Regions from separate parts of the Gossypium hirsutum genome. Here region 2 is linked to region 1. A link is a contact called in public Hi-C data. All regions are on one chromosome and are shown on one strand. The core of a region is the stretch at or near the end of the contact, and the rest is flanking DNA. Distances in the headings are between cores, read along the strand shown. Region 1 has its middle 9.6 kb from the start of LOC107886672. Region 2 overlaps LOC107887704 (chaperone protein dnaJ 16).

Region 1 (5,507 bases), core at 1,834-4,333:
CTCAACGGTGTTACCAAACACCATGGTTCGGCTAACACCAGCACCATGATCCAATGCTTTTGAGCCAAATTGTTTTACAGCCTCTATTAGTGCATCAACCTGATTGTCAGTTGTGACTTCAATCCATTTCTCCTTCAATCTGAAATTGGAAAAGAACAACAAATCACCAATAAAGCTAAATATTGCATTGAAAATAACGGGAGTTAAGGGATTGAAATGATGATTTGTGACAAAGGCAGATACACAATTAACTCGAGGCATAAAGGAGCTGAAAATCATGCCACAGAACAAACCAAACAAGAAGAGGCTGGATTCTGTAGGGAAAGCTGTTTTTCCAAATGTCAAACTATCAAGATATTGGATCCTCAAATATTAATTGTTTCAGCATTTCAGACAAATTTACAAGTCCTGTCCTGAATCTTTATTATAAGAAACACAATTAAGCACACCATATTTAACCTACTAAATTCAATATGACTAAACTGTTTCAGCATAGACTCCTACATTCCCTAGCTCATTGACAACGCTCGCCAACAGAGTCGGTGCTATCAATGTCTAAACTACGAACCACAACAGATCAACTTATCAAAGAAACATGATCAACTTATCAAAGAAACATACAACTCAGGAGTTTATTTCACCTATATGTCAATTATTTTTATTATCAACATTTCCTTTGTCCAAAGCTGATTAAAAGCATCTTTTTGGCAATCAAGATCCAAGAGTCAGAAGCCCTTAAAGTTTAAAGACATGAACAGACAAAAGGAAATAAATGTTATTTTAAAATGATTATAGTGGCTTCTACACTACGGTTGGGCGTTCGACAGCTGCAGTTTTAATCAGGTAATTTGTGATATATCCTAAATTAGACTTGACAATATTAAACATGATATGAAAAAAATAACTAAACATGACACAAACAAGACAATGAATACACAAATGTTTTAGAGTCTAGATAACAGTTATTAAAGCATCAAAGTTATGTAAATATAAAATACCCTAAATATGATTATGGCACAACAGAATACAAAAACACAATGGATACACATTGCCAGGTCTAGCCTAGTTCTCCATGCATAAGAAAAATGATATCACAAATCTCTAAGTTCTTGTTCCTTGGTGATAACAAGCACAGATGATTTTGGAGCAAAACTGATCGACATGAGCAGTGACAAGCTTAAAACAATAAAATATGAATAAGAGATAAATATAACTTGCATCTAAACAATCCTAATAACCATAACTAAATGCAGCACCGTTTATCCATGGAAAGGGGAAAAAATAGTATAAGAATTTAGCACCTAGGGTTGTGTTGATGGAGGTAGCTTCCACTAACCCAGTTGGCATCCGGAAACATCTTTTTCAACACTGCACCAGCAGTTTTCTTTCCGTTAACTGGAAGGGTTGCGGCAACAAATATGTACTGCTTACTTCGTTCATAATTTTTTCTCTCTCCTCCAGTCCTTTCTCTTGACCGTCAAAGTTTGAGTTTCTTCCATCAAGTCCTGAGCATCAACATCACCCTCAGACATTTTCTCAGCTTCTGAGATGGATTCATTTTGCATGTCTTCCTCACCCTCGAAGTCAAAGTGTGACACAGAATCAGAACTCGTTTCTACAGGATTCTCAGATCCAGCTTTATTCACCCGAGACAATAACTTTTCATCAAAACGGAGCATGTGTATAAGACGAATAACATGATTCTCAAAGCCCCCGGAAAGGAGCATATCTGCTTCATCAAAAACCTGCCAATTATTGTAAACACACTTTTTCTTTAGAAAAAAGGCCTTGTAGTTTCCCAAATAACTAAAAGGAATATAAAGTAATGAGTGAGAAAACATACCACATACTTTACAGCACGAATGAAATCTGAACGATGATGTTTTTTGGGGTCTATACTGTTCAAAAGAGCAACTGGCGTTGACACAATAACATCTGGTTCATTCACCAGCCACCCCTGTAGTAAAGGGTCATATTTGTGACCATCAGATTTTATCAATAAAAAAGGAACAATGCCAAATATATACATGCACCTGAAAAAATTTAAAAGCATCCTCTAAGTTCCAATAACATTAAAAACCATCAATACTACCAATGCCAAAGAGATATGTGTTGCTGTTCACAAAAATACCTGTCGACCACACACCGCTGCAACTCTGAGAATTGGTCTACCATCATCGTCTGAAAGATCATTAGCCATTCGAACCACTTGTTCACAGAGCAATACATTTGGGCAAAGAACAATGGAGAAGGTACGTGAAGAAACAGTAGCTTTCTCCAAATCATTGTCCGCATCATGCCGAGCACCATAGAGCTTATCAATTAGAGGAACTAGATAACCATATGTTTTACCACTGCCAGTTTCTGCTGCAATTACTACATCTTTTCCGGAGAGAATAGATGGCATGCAGGCAGCCTATAATGCATAGGGGAAAGTTTTTCAATAAGCACCAAAAGCCACCAGTTAAAAGTGAGAAGGTCGAATAGAAATTAAAAAAAAAAACCAAAGGTGATAAACTAACTATTGGCCTCAATAAACTAAAACTCCATGTCGAATTCAAATATATTGAGTACTAAATGATATATGCATTTGCTTGTTGTTTTCGGTAATATGTTTAGAATAATAAAATATATAGATGTAAAAAAATTTGTTCTACCCCTTTCAGATTTGCTCTTTAACTCGGTAGCATCAAAATTGATTAAACAAAAACAAATAAGTAAAGAGCCAGGCCAACTCTAAGGTAAATACCAATCATTTTGTTGTTTAAAAAGGCGTTGAACAGCAAAATTAACGAGAAATGGAGCTTAAATCACAAGGAACAGATGTGAATTCATCAAAAGAAGAAGGTAAAGCACCTGAACGAGGGAGGGCCTGTCAAAACCGGCATTGGAGAGAGCTTGAGAGATCCGATCAGATAAGCCTAGAGACTGCCAGGAAACAGTGTCTTCAGCAAAGAAGGTATCCGTCCCAGTGTTCTTTGGAGAAGAGGCGGTAACAACGGCGCTACTGAAGGCCCTGGTTCGGCGGCTGTAGGATTGATTGAGCCAAATTCGGATTCGAGGAGATAGTGCGGAAGTAGAGAGAAAAAAGGAGGGAGTGAAATGAGAGAGGAGCTTTGGGGTAGTGGTTGACAAACTGAAGGAATGGAGCATCGCAGTGGAGAGACGTAAAATCATTGCCACTGTTGAGATAAGCTTTTTCTATTTTTCAGGGGCTTTAAAACTGGCAGGAAGAGAGAAGGAGATCAGGGTTCAGGGTTTAATCCTCTTCACCGCTGCTTAAGCCTTCTGTAGCCTTGTTTATAAGAGCCACAAACTATCTGTTCACTCATAAGTCGGAACTAATGTTAAACCAAAGTACAAAAATTTTAAGAAAATGTGTGTATTTTGGGTAAATTGTGTTACAATGGTAAAGGTCGTAATGCTAGAGGAATCCTTAAACTACCATGCCACAGCTACTACTAGCATGCCACAGCTGGAAAGCCAGTAGTTGTAAGAATTGTACTTTTAGATTCTAGATATTTAGAATACCAAAATGCATGTATTGTTACAATTGAAGCAACATTAAACTCTGGCCTCGTAATGGTCACTCTTTTCCCAAATTTCACAATGGCATTGACAGATCCCAACCTCACCAAAAAAACTTTTCATTTTTCATCAATGGCAGATAATATATTAACACGTCCTTCTACTTCTTCTACACCTATCTCTTTACCAGATTTTCCTATGAAATCTCATTCTGCAAAAAAGATTTCCTCTTTGTATGAAATAGAATATCTAAGTGAAGAAGATAAAGTCCAGCCTACAGACCTTCCTACTATAAATCCTTATTCCGCCTATAGAAAATCCGCATTTTCTCCTGTAAAATCCATCAGAACTTTGATTAAAGGATCTACTAAACAAGTCAGAGAATATGTTTAATCCTCAAGGTTTGATAGTTTTTTCATATATGCAGCATCCCCAGAGCAGTTTGTTACCTTCGAAATTCCGGCAGAATTTCCAACAGAATAGAAACGTGCAGAATATACGCACATCCATTTTGGAGCTATACATCTTGCTTTAAACTACCATGGCACAGCTAGAAAACCATTAGTTGCAAGAATTGCACTTTTGGATTCTAGATATTTAGAATACCAAAATGCATGTATTGCTACAATTGAAGCAACATTAAACTCTAGCCTCGTAATGGTCACTCTTTTCCCAAATTTCACAATGGCATTGGCAGATCCCAACCTCACCAAAGCTTTGAAAGTTTAAATTCAAATAGCAGGAGCACTACAGGTTACTTCAGCTATCTCTGCCACCCTTCATTATCAAATTGTCTACAGGATACAAGATCATGCCTTCAATCTCTCAAGGCATGGAACAGATGACTCTTTACTCATTTCAGTGAACACAAATGACCAGCCTCATTGTGTTCATGTTCCGAGACAGATCCTAAAAAAGGAATTGATCAAACTCCTTCCAAAAAAATGGATCACTAGCTATGAAAAACTTCATGAGCATAGCCAACCGATCCAGTCAACTTCAAGTCAAATTACATCCAAGAGGGACAAAACGACTGAAATCAAGTTTGATCATAGTCATCTTCACAGTTCTCAAAATTCCAACATTTTCCCAACCCAGTTGATGAAGCAACCAAATGAAAAATCGGCACAACTTTATGATCAAGATGATCCAGACTGTTGCTGTCCATTGTGTGAACCCGGCCCAAAAAGAAGCCTAATAGAAAGCTTTTTCGCAGATGGAAAACCTTTATACATGTTTAAAGACCCTGTAACTGGACATTGTCCTTGGGCTTTAAACTGTTCCCGTGAATTATGCACAGATGACAGATTGGTCGCTTGGGTTGATAGTATGGACATGACTGCGTCAAAACCAGGAAAAAAGAAAAAGAAAAATTCAACTCAGGACGAGTTTTACAAAAGGTGGATGGATGGAGATCCAGACATTGGACCACTTGGAGAGGATAATGGTAAATATGTTTATCTTGTTGATTATTCATCCCACAAATCTTTACCAAATACACAGGTTCCACCTGAGCCTTGTAAACATCCCTCTCCTCATCCTCCAAAATCATCCACTCAGTCTCCCGCAAACATTCCCAAGAAATCAAAACCTTTTCCTTAACCCTGTTACAAGAAAATAAACAAATAAGTTAAGAAGAACCTAGATTTTCTTGTTCCACAAAAACCAATTTCCACTGTGTGTATGATGCAACCTACAGCATTATATAACAAAGATTTCCCACCTCTTGAAGAATACTTTGAAAAGAGTTATATTCATGCACCAAAAATTCATTCAAAAATTCAGACTGATATTTCGGGTGCACCATCTAAAATAAGTGCTGCAGAAGCTACTCTCAATTGGTAAACAGAAAATGCTATTGCTCAGAATCATGTTTTGAAAAGAATTGACTCAAAGACCTCATCTATTGAAACCAAGATTGATGACAACACCAAGATGGTCAGAGATCTGATCCAACTTTTACAAAAAAGATTGGACGA
Region 2 (5,346 bases), core at 701-3,200, 54 kb before region 1:
TGCGAAATGTTATATCAGGATAAAGAAGTCTGCACAAATTACAAATCATCAATTTCTGCACCCATCATTTATTGCAGTGGTTCAAGATTTGTGCGTTGATCATGATGTGAAGAAGATGGTTAAGATAGAAGTTAACCATTTCTTCAGCACGTCAAGGATGACAGTAACTCATTGTTATTGTAAAATTCTTTCTTCTTCCTTTTTATTTAGTTTTTTTTTCTCTGGGTCTTATTTGTAATTTATCCGCTTGTTCTCAACAAGAGCACTTGTAAGATTCCCCCATTGATCAACACTGTGGACTTATCAGGGCGCAGGACGAGGTGGTAGAATACACTCCCTGCCCAAACCCGACCTATTGACATCCCTCACCAGTACTAAATTTTCTCTCAACTTCGAAGATGATTACTTATCGTAGTGTGGTTATGTAGTATGAAGAATGTTGTTGTGGCATAGTATGAGAAGAAGCCAACTAAGGCTAGATGAAATACAGTAATGAGTTAACAAAATATAGTTTCAAGGAAACAAAACCGTCAGATTCTCGAGTGTAGTTATTTTGACTTCTAAAATAATATCAAGGGGCTTCATTGGTCGGCCAAACGAGGTTATTCCATCATACAATCCTCATTTAATGTAAATATATAGGTATTATGCACATCGCAGGTGGTTCCAGTAGCCAATGATTAACGGTGGAACTGCATTGAACTTGCGTGACCACATAACGACCACGGCAAAAACTTTCGGCTTTCAACAAGAAAAAAGCTTCAATGGACTTGGACAATGTAATTTGTGCTTTAAAAGGAGGCTTCCAATAGGTTTAGAATGTAAATCTCAGCATATGCAACACTTAAACCTATCTAATCCTTTTTATTTTGTAGTTTAAATCCTATCCTATCTAATCCTATTTCTCTATTTTCTTTTTCTTTTTTTTTTGGAGGGGGGGGTGGGGGACGGGTGAAATCCTATCTATGTTTGCAAAATTGCTGTTTAGAACCGAACATTGTATTATCCTCTCTATTGTTTTATTTATGTATATAAAAACGTAGCATAAATTTGATCAAAGGAACTTTTCACCTGCGTATTCTTGTTTGATTCAAATGGATAGTTATTGTTTGTGTTTTGCCCTTCATTTATTTAGAGAGGGGATGCCGGAGAAAAAATGGTTTATACAATATCTGCAAAACGAGAGAGGTAGATCACCGTAAACATGGGAGATTAGAGGAAGGGGTAAAATAAAATAAAAATCGCTTTTTTTATGTACGTATCTCTCTCGAAATATATACATACACATTACCCTTTATGATCAGAATTTTATATAGTTCTACTAGATTTTGACACAGAAATTAGCGAGTGACAGAAAAAAATACGATAAATTAAATAAATACAAATTGTGGTCTGAGGGAAAAAAATAAAGTTATTTGTTGAGTTGGTTTAGTTTTTAGTTTTTATCAAGGGTAGTTTCTTATCTGCATTTATTTATTTTAAATAAAATTATTATTGTTATCTTTTATTTTTTAGTAATTACAATTAATTAATTTAATACCAGTGGACGAATTTGTTAAATAAAAAAAAAACTTGAGTCTGAAATTGTATTGTTAAGATGTAATTTGTTGACGGGATCCAAATCCCAACTATTTGGTTAATAATGAAATAAGAAAATGACATGAGAGTTGAGTCTTGTACGCTCGTTTGAATGATGATACATTTGTTTCTTAATGAAAGTCGAACAACAAATTTAATAAACTGTAACGCATGAAATTTTCATAAATGAAAAGGGAAGCGGAATGAGAAGCAATACATGGAAAACATTTATTAAGACCAGCGAAGAAATCCGAAACAACACTGCAATATTAAATATTATTCTGTTAAAGGACCCAAAACTGCAACAACCAAAGCAAGGAATACCCCCATCACTGCAGTTGGAGCCAAGATGTTGGCCATATTAGTGGCCGCCGGTCCCGGAGACATGGCCATTCCAGGTGTGTGGTCGTGCCCCTCGTGAGCGGAAACAACCATGATGAGTAATGCAGCAAAGATGGCTGTTGTAACCGCAGATGCCATATTTTCAATTCCAACAATGTTTTAGCGGATGGATGGATTTAAATAGGTGACTGCTTCTGGGGTTGAATTCAATAGAAGACTATGTTGGTAATGGCAGGAAGTTAGAATTGTACTATCTTTTGTACTTGGCTTTAAATTTGATGGTTCATCCAAGTTTAATCTCTTAAGTACGAGTTTTCTAAATTAATTTGAAAATGTCAGAATTTTTAACCAAGTACATATTCGCTGGCATTTGTACTACGCAAATGGGTGGGTGGCGACATTAATATGATAAACCAAAATAACATCATTTATGTAAAAGTCAAACCATTTTAATATTCCGCAATTGGATGAGTTTCAGATATTTATTTATTTATTTATTTTATCAAAATGTTACTTTCAATTTAATTTTGAGTTGTATTTATGCTTCGCATAAACAATTCAAATAGGTGGCAGCATAGAATTTCCACAAGCAACCTTATTATTGGTTGACACGTGTTAATTTAATAAATAATCAATGTAAAAAAATTAAAACATGTCGTGAAATGAATCGCAATTAATGAAAACCCTCTCCAAATGCTTCCGAAGACATGGCCAAAAAGAGGATAATCCTACTCAGTGAATAGAGTAATTAACATTAATTTATGAAATTATTATATACGTGCTATTAAAACAGTAATTACCGTCAAATCTATATAAAGAGAGAGCAATTACCATAATATTACTACCGTATATATTAAAGAACAATTATCATAATACTATTTACCATATATATATATAAAATATTTGGTATATTATGAGTAGAGTTTTTAAACTCTATAAATAAGATTAGGAGTTGACAAGTGTCTTACAAGGATATAGTAAAATATTAAAAAAATATATTTAAAAAAAAAGACATGTAACAATTTTTCAAGATTATTTCTAAAATAAAAAAAAAATTTAAACTGCTAGTATACCAAATACTAACCCATATATATTAAAGATAGTGAAAAAACAATTATCATAATACTATTACCTTGTAAAATAGAATAGAGTTGCCATAATATTATTACCATAATTTAGAAGAGCAATTAACATTATATGATAATAAAAGAGTAATTACCATAATATTATTATATATTAAAATTTTGGAGTAATAATATCAATAGCAGTAATTCTTCTTTTAAATTACTCCGAAATCTTAATATATACCGTGATAATATTTATATGATAAAAATACAGAATTAATTCAACTATTTCTCTTGGGGTATTTTACACATAATTTGAAAAACAAAAGCAAAAATTTGACTGTCTGTCTATGTGTTTATTAAAGCGAAGACGACTAAAGCAATTTATGGATCAAAACCAATTGCCACATTGAGGAGACCCAACCCGGTTCTTCAAATTCTGATAGGCAAGGTGATACGAGTCACAAAAGCCCAAATTCTTGAAGGCGAGGCCCAATAAGCAAATTCCCAGCCCAATCAAGAAATCCATCCATACTTAGTTGAAAATCAGGCCAAATTGTCAAAGTGGCCCAAGTTGTAAAGTTTTATTTTTATTTTTATTTATTTATTTATTTATTTACTTAGTTTAAATTTTTATGTCAATATTCAGTCCAAGAGTCCCAGATAAAATGACCTTTGACCGAATTTCCATATTAAAATAATTAGGAGTTTTTTTTTATTTTAGTTTTCTAATTAGATTAGGACTAGTTATAAGGCCTATTTAAAGGCATGACTGTCCACCTTGTTAAACACTTATCATTATTATTAAAATTTCAGATTTGTTGAGAGCAGAATTTTCTTTGAGTTTTCTCCAAGATTTCTCTCTTGAGTTTTCTTTAGAAGTTGTTTTAACAATCTTGTGATTGTGGGAGCCATCTTCAACCTTCTTCTTGCCATTGATATTCTTTGGAGGGGAGATTAGAGCCGTTTGAAGGGAGTTGTGAGATCTTTCGAGATTTCAAGGCTTCTTAGGACTTATCTTTTAATTTCTTACTGTCAATTTTTTCTTTATTTCTACTTGTGCTGAATCATTATCTAATCTATTTTCTGTTCTTATTGTGTTTTCAGTCTTTTTCTATCTTAAGGAATCAGCCCAAAAATCCCCAATTTCTAGGGTTTTTCCATACTCTTTTTGGGTGAAATTAGATTGTCGAAATTTGGGGAAAACTATCTTGGTGTTCAATTGGGCAGAATCACAATCTCCTTGAGGGTTTCAAGAACCCTAACACTTATTTCTATTCTCAATTTGATTCTTTGCTGATTTGGGGATTTTATTTCAGATCTGAAAATTCAAAAATCTAATCTTTTAATTTTCTGTTTCGTTTCAGATCTAATTGTTTAGGGTTTTCGTAGGAGTTTCTCGTGACTTGACAACTCGATCTTGGTCCGCGCGCAACCCCGTATCATTTGGTATCAGATTTTGGGTGTTCTTGGTTGATTTCTAAACTGATCTCTATTTTTTAAAGCATAAACGGCAGTTTTACCCAGAAAAATTGTTTAAAAAAAATTCATTTGAGTGGGTAAACATTGTCCGATTGATCTGAAATTTTACATACATATTTTTGGCACTGTGATTGAATATAAAAAAATTATTCCCGCAAAAAATCAGTCAAAAAAGTCAAAAAATCAAAAAATACGAAATTCAATAAAAATTTAAAAAAAGATTTAGCGGGTTGAATTTGGTGCCCAAAATTTCCAGATCAAAAATTCAATATATAAGGACACTCCAGATTTAATTTCTTGATTTTTGGAGATCGGGAACACCTCGAACGAAGTTGTCAAGTTACTCCGCAGTTTTTCGGGTTTTCTGTTTTCAGCAATTTTTATTGATTCTTAGCTGTAGGTTTTCATTTGTTTACCTTTATTCTTCCTTTACGTTATCTAACACCTTCTTGTTTCTTGTGTTAGTAGGATTTAAACGTGTGCACAACTTCTTCCTCGGTGCAACACGAATCAATTGGTGTCTCGTCAGTTTTTGGCATCCTAGTGCAAATTAGGATTCTTTGGTAGTTTGGTTCACACTCTCTAATTGGTTGATATAAACTCTGATAAAGAACTCACAAGATTGAATTCGACCTCATTGAGAATTTGAATTTTCTTTTTGAGTGATTAATGGTGAGGTTTGCTAACTTTTATTTTTGAGTGTTGAGTGTTTATTTTTTACAGGTTTTGAAGATGTCTAAAGGTGATAATAATGATGCACTTATGAAAGTCCAACAACAGTTAGATGGACATACTGCTGCAATCACACAAATAAATGCTACACTTCAAGCATTGAATACTACTTTGAATGAGGTACGAGTGAATCAAAAACATCAATATC

What was found. Hi-C and Micro-C count contacts between places; a contact is called where the count stands out from the background.
Region 2: a Hi-C map of leaf shows a contact between it and region 1, with 4 times the contacts expected there. The contact joins two enhancer-like sites. A contact is called at or near these places in 15 of 34 Hi-C or Micro-C datasets (anther, callus, cotyledon and 5 more).

The regions. Positions count from the first base shown.
Region 1 is chrA03:101,058,722-101,064,228 of Gossypium_hirsutum_v2.1, reverse strand. It overlaps the pseudogene LOC107886673. Among protein-coding and RNA genes, the nearest start is that of LOC107886672, 9.6 kb to the right of the region's middle. Within about 2 kb of position 3,083, at least 4 of the 9 cell types and tissues checked have an H3K27ac peak or open chromatin away from gene starts, as enhancers often do. A contact at or near this core is called in cotyledon and fibers, where this site is marked.
Region 2 is chrA03:101,111,890-101,117,235 of Gossypium_hirsutum_v2.1, reverse strand. LOC107887704 (chaperone protein dnaJ 16) reads left to right here. Exons shown (of 12, transcript XM_041099973.1): 12 at 19-430. Among protein-coding and RNA genes, the nearest start is that of LOC107887704, 9.7 kb to the left of the region's middle. Within about 2 kb of position 1,950, at least 4 of the 9 cell types and tissues checked have an H3K27ac peak or open chromatin away from gene starts, as enhancers often do. A contact at or near this core is called in cotyledon and fibers, where this site is marked.